2 separate regions of the Zea mays genome follow, and region 2 is linked to region 1. A link is a contact called in public Hi-C data. All regions are on one chromosome and are shown on one strand. Each heading gives the region's core, a stretch centred on a gene start, on an enhancer-like site or on the middle of the called end of the contact. The rest is flanking DNA. Distances are from core to core; before and after follow the strand shown.

Region 1 (5,384 bases), core at 2,859-5,358:
CTTTACCTTTTGATGGTTATGTACTTATGTAGTCTGTTTTTCTATGCAGTATTTTGTGTCATTCTATAAAATTTCCCTGTGCACATGTTATCATTTGTTAGCAAAAGTTTTCTTTTGGCTTTTGAGACCCTTAAAGTTACATTTAACACAATTCATTAGTTTTTAGGCTATCAAGGCTCTTGGATGCTTACAGGCACTTGTGTCTCAAATCCTTTCAACAATTGGATCCATTTTAGTGAAAGTAAGATGTCAATGCCAGTTTACACATCACTGCCATTGTTCTTTCTTTTTGCATCTGCCAACATTATGCATCAAGTTTCTGCTGATTTATTTCATTGTTAGAATTTATGATGTCACTGCCATGGTGAAGGTGACCAACCACGTAGGCGCCCACACCCCACGTGTGTGTACCTATTTGCGGCGTACCCGGCGTTGAGCTTGTTGTTACAGCCAACCATGCGGAGGCCAGGGTCCACGATCAGGTGGTCCAATAGTGTCAGGTTGAAGTCCCCCAAGCTGATGTAAGCAACTTATAGCCTTAATAATTCCTGCTTTGAGCTGCTTCGTGCAAGATATTGCTCGCATCTGTAGGCTTAGTGGTATTTAGTTTATGGAATGAAATTGTCCATTATCATCTCACTCTTTATTTTTGTTTGGTTTATGGAATGAAATGAGTTGATCAAGCTGGCTTCGACAAGTGGCAACCTCGTGCTATACAAGTAATCATGTTTTTTGTCAGTGAGTTCGTTTCTTTTGTCACCTACGGTGCATCTGGCTATAAGAAGATAAGATTTGGTAAAGACGTTTGTTCTGAGTTATCCAACCTAGAGACCGAGCATAACGACCTTACATATAGGGATTGTATAAAGTCAAGCTATCAAGGCTAGCTACCATGCTGCATCCAGTGGAGAACTAGAGATTAACACGTATTTTATGGATGCATGTTTACATCCTTAAAACATTAATATATAGGATTAGAATAAAACTGCAGAGTTGTTTGAGGGATATGGCCATATCATACATGAACTGATTGTCAATCGTGCGATCCGTACAGAGGAAAATGTAACCTATTTTAGCCTTTTTGATTTGAGATGGAGTTTTTGTTGTTCATATATGAGCAATTAATATTTGTGATTTTGAATTGTTTGATGAGTCATACTGTACCTTCCTATAAAATGGGATATTTAAAGTTCATGTGAAAGTTCAATCTTGTTTTCTCTAATCGTGTGACTTGGACTGTTGGAGAAATGTTGGCTAATTTCACTTGTTTTCAGGAAATAGGTGGATTGCTCTGGTTGTTGAGAAGTTTGTTGAACCCGATGTTTCCTTGGTTCCAACACTGTCATGCTCCATCGATTATTTTGGAGAGTTGATCAGTGGGCAGAAACCGTGGAAGAAAAGCTGACATTTGCACTCACCCGAGCCCTATCAGCAGCGCCGGCCCTGGCAGGGGTCGAGCAGTGCCCTCAACCAGGCCCCCAGATTAATGGAGCCTCCCTTTAGGTACTAAATAACATTACGTATATACATGCATATATCATATATTGTATATGTATGTCTGCTGGCTCTACAGAACTTTGAAAGACGTAATTATAAGCAAGGAGAATTAGGCGTAGCCCGTCAATCTTGATTTCTATATTGCAGTAGTAGTACTTCGTAGTCTCAGGCCCATCTGTCTAGGCTCTCGGTCGCAGACAGACAAGCGGTCGTGTCCTCTCCTCTCGGTAGCCAACACACGACATTGGGTACGACGGCGTTTTTGTCTTGCCCTACACGACGAAAAAGAAACTAACATGATCTGATCGATTGATCTGACAACACATTACATCCATTTAATCATTGTTCAAGGTGACCTTTTGAGTCATCTGGATATATATATGCAGCATTTTTCTACGAGATGTTACACTATATTTTAGTTACTTTGTATTTAATATAAACAACGTTTTCAAATATACATAAATATTTATTAACAATATATATATATATATATGCACACTATAATTATGCGTAATAATTATTATTATAAAGGGCCTCTATTATAAGTCTTGTCCCGAGCCTCTAAAATGTCAGGACCGGCACTGCCTATAAACAACAATGCTAAAAATCCATAAGAGTATTTATTGCATGTATACATCATGTTAAGGATTAACTACTAGAGTGACTGATACGCCCGGACAACGTGATGATGGACAGCTTCAGGATCCTCAAAGAGGAAGACGTCGGCGCGCGCGCCTGCCTGAAGCTGAGGCCGGTGAGCGTGCTGATGCAGCTCATCACCTGTGGCTCGCTCTCGGTGAAGGATCACGGGAACGCTGGGGTCGTTCAGATGTGCAAGCCGAGGTTCCCGAACCTTAGGTTGCTCCCCTCGCCGCTGATCTCGCGCACCATGATGATGGGCGAGCTCGACTGTCTCTCAGAAAACCCCAAGTTGATGGGGATAAAGCTGTAGGAGCAGGAGTACTTCAGCGGGAGCCTTGTTGAGACCAAGAAGACGCAAAGAGATGGTCCGGCTAAGAGGTATCCGGCGCTTAAACGTTCTTCTTCCTACAATGTAGAAAGGTAAGCTTGATGAGTGCTTTGCTATGTTCTTGATATCCTGCTTAATCAAATTGATATCTGGGCACACATAAATATGTCTAGGCTAACTGTTGAAACCCTACATGATTCTTTGATGTTACTTACTGGTTGTCAATTTTAAAGAAAAAATGTTGCAACCCAACTGTCGAGACCTTCTAATTCATGACTCCGTACCATTTTGCGTTGTAGAGTTTGCTTACCAATTTGATTTATGTTAGTTATGTTTCCTTTTCGAAAACTATGTCTCATTAAGAGTAGAACCGATGACATGTGGGCATTGGATCCAAAATTTTGCACGAACTGTTGATAGGGACGCAAACCGTTATTGTTGGGTTTAGGCTTGGGATCAAAGAGTTAAGAATTGGAGAAGAGCCATGTACTGAAGAATATTTATGAACGCTAGCACCGTTGCTTTTGTCGTTGCCTAAAACACTAACAGGTTGATACCAGAAACATTGTATGGTTGTCATATAGCGCCAGCATGCAGCTGGCATGTATCTATCAAACAAAAATACCAAAGTACGGGAATCTACCTGCCGGGAGAGAATTTGAGGCCTGTAGGATCCCAAATCGGTAATGAGAGATTTGTAAATGAGGCGTGCTCGCACCCTGACTGTTCATCTACTCCACCGTCACCTCGCGTCCGCCCTCGTCACATTGGTTTTCGTCGAGGTGAGTTCTCCCTCCGTCCTTTTTCCTCTGCCCCACCGGCGTTCTCTGAGAATCAGCCGGTTCTCCGTCCTCCGATACGAAGGGACAATGTGCTCCACGGAGAGCTAGAACAAATTGGAACGATGAACATGGTTATGCAGTAATTTGGTTCTACCTCATGTCCAAGGTTGCCAATATATACAATAGTACAATCAGGATTGTTCTCTGGGTTCTCTTTAAATTATCATGATATTATATGTTTCCGTTGCAACGCACGGGCACTAACCTAGTTATTACCTTAGTTTAGTAGTCGATTGAGTGTTGCAGCTCAGAAACCACAAGTACAGCAAGCCATGACTCTTGGTCCACACGCGCGTCATACATTATTTACCATCTCGACTAAAAACCCCATCATACTTTTTGCTCGGACAGAATTTATCGGAGAAATTAAACTTGGCCCTATCTTTAGTTATAGCAAAAGATAGTAGCCGGGCCCTCAGTTTTGGCCACCTTCCTCGCTTCAACTGGTCGTCGGCCCCGGCGCCGGTGCCGGAGCCGGCGCAGATCCCGTCTCATCAGCCAGCTTCATGTCGGAATAGACGACGCGGCCTTCCGACTCGGAGTCGGTGCTGTTGTCCCCGGCCGAGGCGTCGGAGCTGTTGTTGTCCCCGGCCGAGTCGTCGACGCTGTCGAGGATGCGGATTCTGTTCTTGCCGGCGGAGGCGGTGGTGGCGAGGTGGCAGATGAGCAGCCCCACCAGCGCCAAGCTCAGCAAGGCCACGCGGATCCTGGTGGGCGCCATCGCGCGTGGAATCTAGCTAGTCGTAGCAGGTACCTCCCCTTCTCTGCTCGGATCGTCCGGCTGTGATTGCTTTCCTTTGTTCCTGGCTCATCTCGAATGCTGACGGTGAGGTTTTTATAGTGCCGGGATCCATGGCCGTTTGCGGTGTTCGCGTTGAAAGTGGCCGGGGTGACCTAATTTTGGGGTTTGTGAATTGCAGCCCTCCGTTGCCGCGGCTTTGAATAGCTCTTGTGCTCTGCTGCCTGCCACGCATAATGGCTTCTCTTCTACGTCCGTCCGTGTTTATACAAGTCTCGCAACACCGATTTACCTTTATTTAGCATTCGAAATCGCAGCGTCGATTGCGGACACATTCCACCTTGATTTTTTTTTTGGTGTGTGTTCATTATAAACTTAGCCTGTCGACCATTTTAGATCCTGTTTTAATTTGGATCAACCAATTTGCACTATAGCAATATAATAAAACAATCCCTAGGTGGTGAAAAAGCAGGGTATTCTAACAGGTAATAACTATATATATACTGTCTAAAGAAAAAAAAGGTGCTCAGGCCCGACCGACCAGGACAGATAGGAAATCTTACCACCACGGATGCTTTGAAGGGCCAAATGCAACAGAAAATCTGCTTTATTTTATCACAACGTTCTTTATTTATTGTTCATATTGGCGAACTCGTTTTGCAGAATTTGCCACTTGGGAATCGAAATTCGACAGGCATACTACTCCACTATAGCTGCCGTCGGTCGGCTAGCTACGAAATGTAGCCTCTGCTCTTGAGGGCCTCCACAGCGTCCCTGATGATCTTCTCCAGAGGGCTGAAGTGCAGCCCCAACGCGACGAGCTTCTTGGACCCCTCCTCGGCTCCCTGTCGCACCAGCCCAGGCTGGGTATCCTTGGGGAACCTGCAACGTACGCAACTTAATTTAAGCTAAGCAATGCTCTATCTATATCCAGGTTTTCATTTTCACAGTCACAGGACATGGTCTGGTCGGGTCGCTTACTTGGGCACCTTGTACTCAGGGTACAGCTCGGCGACCTTGGCCGCGAAGTCGCTCCAGTGGGAGATGGACTGGGCGCAGATGTGCCTCCCGGACGCTGCCGGGCTCTCGAACACCAGGATATGCGCCATGGCGGCGTCGTGCACATGCACCGCCCCCATCCAGATGTCCCTGTACTCCTCCGTGCAACCTGCGACGACGAACAGGCCGGCATCCATCCTTTATTTTCTTCTTCATTATTGAATAATTAGACAAATTTTAGATTAAATTCTGAATATAAATCATGACAAAATCAGAAGCACTGAAGTAAAAAGTCAAATCAGATGATGCGAACTGATTAGACATACTAATAGATGGC
Region 2 (5,370 bases), core at 1,230-3,729, 170 kb after region 1:
GCTTCGCTTCAAGTTCAAGGACATCATCGTCCCCGGCCGGCCAGTGCGCGTCCGCGGCCGATCCAGGTGTCTCATCCTGCTGGCTCCATGCATGCATGCAGGCATGATTACTTTAGTAGTATATCCGTGTGCAGGCGGATGAGGTGTGTGTGCGCGCGCTCACCAGTCGCACGTGTTATCATGCATGCATGCAACTTGCAAGAGCTTTGACAAGTTATGGGCCGGGGCACGCACGCCGCAGCGCCCCCGCCCAACTTGCAAGCGTGCAGTAAATGCTGACCTAACCAATTCAAGAGCATGTCCATCATGCATGATGCATCTATCTCCTAACCAATTCACGTATATTCACCTGCCAATGATCAACGGTTGTTTTTTCTGCTCCAACACACCTCCCATGCATGTTCCTTCTTAAAGTTTATCTATCCCATCTTATTTTCCATTTTTTATTCGGGTCTGATTCTTTGTTCCTGTCTAGCTATATATGATTCTTTGTTCGGATCTAGCCCGCTTATTCGTGCTGGTCTAGACTAGATCTTCCGTTTTAAACGATGGTGGGCTGAGCTCGTATCAGGCTAAAAAACATGCTTCGAGTCAGGTTTTGGGTTTGCTGGACATCTATACTCCCAACTAGTATTGGTGGAGTCGTTGAAAGCCTGCTTGTTATGTTCAGGTTGTTACGGAAATGGAGAACGTTGCCGAACCAAACAAAGGGTGTTAAGCACCAGTACACTGTAACACATAGGGGAGGCAGTCGATCCCGTTGTCGTTAACGTTCACTTGATTGAACCAAACATCACTTTAATCCGAGTCGATGCAAATTTATCGTTTCGTGCTCCCGAAACCGGGGACAGCGTCCTCGACGTACAGCGCCAGATCCAGTTAATGTGATTATGATCCATCAAAATACAATTGTAAAAAAAAAATCTGATTTTATATCTAATTAGTGCGGTTCTGATTCATCGAGAAACAATAAATTACTACCTCCGTATTTTTTTTTAAAAAAATTGGAGCTAATATTTCACATTTCTTGCTTCCAAACAGGCAGGACCGCCGGAGTGAACAAATCCTCTAGTCCAAACCAAACGTATCAATCAACCAATTTTGTGTACGAAACTGCTGTATCTTTTTTTATCTTATCAGCACAAGCGCGCGAGGAAGAGAAACTCAAACTCGTGTGTTGGGATGGGAACGTCAGTGCCGCGACAGGACGGCATACAGGCCGTGCGCGGCGAACGCGAGGCCGAAGAGGAGGATGCCCCAGTCCACGACGCGGAGGTGAAACAACACGCGGGCAGCACGAAGGAGAGCAGCGCGCACACCGTGCTCCCGACGAAGGACGCGAACGACCCGAACGCCGGCACGAAGCACGCCACAGCGGACAGCGCCACCAGCACCACCACGCGGCTCGCGTGCAGGGCCGCCCGGTCCACGGCGCGATGCTGCACAGCACCACCTGCACGAAAAAGTAACCGTTTTTTTTTAATTCGCGATCGGTTTCGTTTCATCGGCCGATGGGGCCGGCCGGCCGTGCGTGTCGATCGATTCGACGACACGTTCGTGAACGAGCGAGTTTTCTTGACCTTGACGGCGGCGGCGGACCAGGTGCTCGGTAGGTTGAGCGTGATGATGTCCTTGGTGGCGTCGCCGTAGGCGAGGTAACCACAGGCGCCGAAGCAGATGTACACGACTGTGACGCCGGCGATGGCCTGCACGAGCACGGGGCGGAACCTGCTCCGGTCGGCCATGGACGCCTCGAGCACCAGCGTCATGCAGAAGCCCTTGAAGCAGAATTAAGACGACGAAGCGGGCGGCAAACGCGACGCCCCAGAGCCCCGCGACCGCGTCCCGGCCCCCGAACGGCTGCTCGCCGCGCGTGGCCAGGAGCTGGAGCCTGGAGGTCCTGCTTCACCACGGTGGCCAGGCCACAGCCAGCACGGTGCAGGCGTCGGCGAGGATGCTGAACTGCCCGAGCGATGACAGGGAGCGGAGCAGCGACAGCGCCGCCTGGACGGGCTGGGCTGAGCGGAGCAGCGACAGCGCGAGGATCACGACGGCCCTGTTTGGCCCATAGGTGAATAAATGTGAGCCTGTAATTTTGAACACAGAGGCCCTGTTTGGTACTTCAGTTATTTAAAACCGTGGTTTACAAATACCATGGTTTACAGATGTCTATTACATAAATACTATAGTTTTTCTGTACTGCACTAAAACTAGTGATCGTTTGATTCGATAGTATACCTTGCTTCGTTCCTGCCTGCCTGCCATCATCTCTATTTTTCTAGGGGGCCTCTGGTGCATGCAGCCATGCAGGGTGCTCTGCCCAACCGAGTCGCGCGTCACTGTCACGGCGTCACCATCACCCGTGCCCGTGCAGGTGCAGGTGCCTGGCCCGTCGTCACACTGTCACAGACTCACAGCTCCGTAGCGGTACAACCACGTCGGTTTCGCTTTCGCCGGCTCTGCCTCGTGGTCCACCACCAAGTTGCGTTTGCGTCCCTGGCCGAGGAGGAAAGCAACTAGCCAGCCAGTCACCAAACGCGCAACCCGATCGAGATCGAGAGATCTGCATATGTCAGAGTCCGGCCCGGCCGCCGATGGAGGCGCCGGGGGCGGGCCGGCTGACGCTGGCGGGGTGAGGTCCATGGTGCAGCGGTGGAAGATGGACGGCGCGCCGGCGCGGGCGCGGCTGCTGCTGCGGGCCCTGGCGTGGCTCTTCTCCCTCCTCGCCCTCGTCGTCATGGCGTCCAACCAGCACGGCGGCAGCCAGGACTTCCGCGAGTACCCCGAATACAAGTCAGTACAGTAGGCTAACCAAATTAACCAGCACCACCCATTCTCGATCGATCGACCATTGGAATCGATGCAGTGCTGAGTTTCCAAGCGTGCAGCTACTGCCTGGGCATCTCGATCGTGGCGTGGCTGTACGCCACGGCGCAGGTCCTGCGCGACGTCCACCGCCTCGGCTCCGGGCGGGACCTCATCGCGGCGAGGAAGGCGTCGGCCGTCGTCGACTTCGCCGGAGACCAGGTGGTGGGTTCATCCGGTGCGCGTGTGTGTGCGCCGCCGTGGAACGATCCGATCCGATCCACCCACCGATCGCCAACCGCCGATTACTATTGTCTGTCTCGCTTTTTTTTTTCTCTGATGGAAAATCTGGAAACGTTGGTGCAGGTCGTCGCTTACTTCTTGATATCGGCCATGTCCGCGGCGGCGCCGGTGACGGACTACATGCGCCAGGCGGCGGATAACCTGTTCACGGACTCGGCGGCGGCGGCGATCAGCATGGCCTTCTTCGCGTTCGTGGCCATTGGCCTCTCTGCTCTCGTCTCCGGGTACAACCTCTCCATGGAGGCTCTTGTATAGCCTGTGAATCACAACTCTACCATCTCATGTGTGATGTGTCACGTTACCCAACCTCGACACTGTTCATATAGTATTGCCTCCAATTGTTAGTTGAGCATATTTCTTTTTCTCTCTGATAAAGAAGATGGAATGTGTAACTACTGTTTAATTTACATAGACCATGCAAAGACGAAAGTCAAACTCACTGAGAATGATCCTTTCAAAAGCCAATACAGTATATATATATATATATATATCTATTACTACTCTATAAGACAGCAAGGAGGGCGTCCACAGTTGTCGTGCCCCCGCTCCCGCACATCGCGCCGCCCCATCTTCCCCGACTGTCGTCCCGCCGCAGAAATCTCGCCCGCCCCTCCCCCCTCGCCCGCACGTGGACCCGCCTCTCCTCGCCGTGATCTCCACTTCTAGCAATGACGTCCGCGCAATCCACTCCCCCCGATCTGTCTCACCTCCATGGAAGTATTCGATCTGCCGCTCCCAAATCTCTCCCTGGAATGTCGATCCGCGTGATCCACTCCCCCGATCTGCCTCACCTACATGAAGTACCCGATTTGTCGCTCCCAATCTCTGCATCGCGTGGACGCCTTCCATGGAGTCTCTGTACGTATGCGCGATTTACTCCCCCTCCCCCCGATCTACCGCTCCCAATATCTCCCTGGAAGACCGATCTGCATGGTGTGGACGCTCCATGGAGTCCCCACCCCGCAACCCCGCTCCGTGCTGTGCGGCGACGCGATCCTTGCCGACCTTCGCGAGCCAGCGCCGCGCCGGCTCATGGAGTGGGACATCTAGCAGCCGAAGAAGAAGTTCAAGAGGGGCGGCAGACGCTCGTTCGCTGCGTAAGACGATGAGGACTTCAAAGCCGACTCCAGCGATTTGGATTTGGAGCTCACAGAAGGGGCTGACTCCAGAAGGGCTTTCTCCAGAGGTATTAGCTCAAGCTTATTTTCTATGGTGGTATACGTATTTTTGCGTTTGATTGTTGCAGACGATTAGAATCTACGAGTTGGTTGGGGTGCCGCCGCCGCCGCAGGGAACCCCTCGCTGGCGGGTCTGGTCGAGTCCGGTGCGCTTGTACGCGTATCGTGGCGGCAGTTTGGCCCTGTCCCGGCGTGGTGGCGGCAGTTTGGCCCTGTCCCGGCGTGGTGGCCGCTAAACTTCATGGAGCTCGAGGACGTGTGGATCCTCGGCACCTCGCACCTCTCCGCGTCCTCCACACCGTCAAAGGAAAAGATCATCGTGTAATTGAGTTGTCTGCTGCCAAATTTTTACTATCATCAGTGGTTACTTTCTTTCTTCTACTTGAAATTACTCGTGTCGTTTAGTGTTGGTGTAAGCCAATGCCTGTAAATGACTTCGTAGTCAGAACTGATCTTTTTTGTTTGTTTAGTGTTTACTGGGTGCAACTGTTTGCTTCATGTTCCACAAATTGAACTGACAAACCTATCATCTGTTTGTGCTGCTGCATCGGCTTTTGGTTTACAACAGTTACCAACTTTAGCAAGTTTGATTTCTCATTTATGCTGAGATAATGCTTACCTCTGTTAGTGGTGTTTTAGTGTGGTTCGTTATCCTCGCAATCCTTTAGCAAGATGGCATACATAGACTAACTGTACAGTGTCACCTAAGACAGTATGCGTGTTGAATTTTGCCTTCTAAATAGGTTTTAGATAGTTTTCGGTATGTTATTATTGATTGATTTAAGAACTGGCTTGTAACCATTTTTGGCAACTTTTGTAGCACAATTTTTTACGCTGCATGTTATGATCTTAGAAATTAGCTTGGGTCTGAGACCTGATTATTTGGATTGACTAAAAACAAGCTCATCCAGATTTACCAACTCTGATGCAGGGCCCCCTCATTGAAGAGCCTCCATCTCTGCCTGTGCCATTACGTCACTAATCAAGGTTTTGCAGAGGCAGTTAATTGCTTCCCTCAGCTCGAGGAGCTAGACATTACATTCTGCTCATTGTATGGCATCGTGTGTGAGACTGCTGGGAGAGC

What was found. A called contact is a pair of places that touch in the nucleus more often than the background predicts.
Region 2: a contact with region 1 is called in a Hi-C map of root tip, with 2.4 times the contacts expected there. The contact joins the promoter of LOC100278700 here to the promoter of LOC111589298 in region 1. A contact is called at or near these places in 4 of 25 Hi-C or Micro-C datasets (ear, leaf, root tip and 1 more).

Annotation. Positions count from the first base shown.
Region 1 is chr5:2,910,127-2,915,510 of Zm-B73-REFERENCE-NAM-5.0, forward strand. It overlaps LOC111589298, which reads right to left and starts at 4,109. Exons shown (of 1, transcript XM_023300099.2): 1 at 3,433-4,109. The coding sequence starts at 4,030. The coding sequence ends at 3,749. It overlaps LOC100191263, which reads right to left. Exons shown (of 5, transcript NM_001136697.1): 4 at 5,030-5,216; 5 at 4,610-4,930. The coding sequence ends at 4,780. It also overlaps the pseudogene LOC100192040.
Region 2 is chr5:3,081,075-3,086,444 of Zm-B73-REFERENCE-NAM-5.0, forward strand. It overlaps LOC100278700 (CASP-like protein 4B1), which reads left to right and starts at 2,480. Exons shown (of 3, transcript NM_001151891.2): 1 at 2,480-2,793; 2 at 2,889-3,027; 3 at 3,172-3,589. The coding sequence starts at 2,570. The coding sequence ends at 3,363. It also overlaps the pseudogene LOC103627951.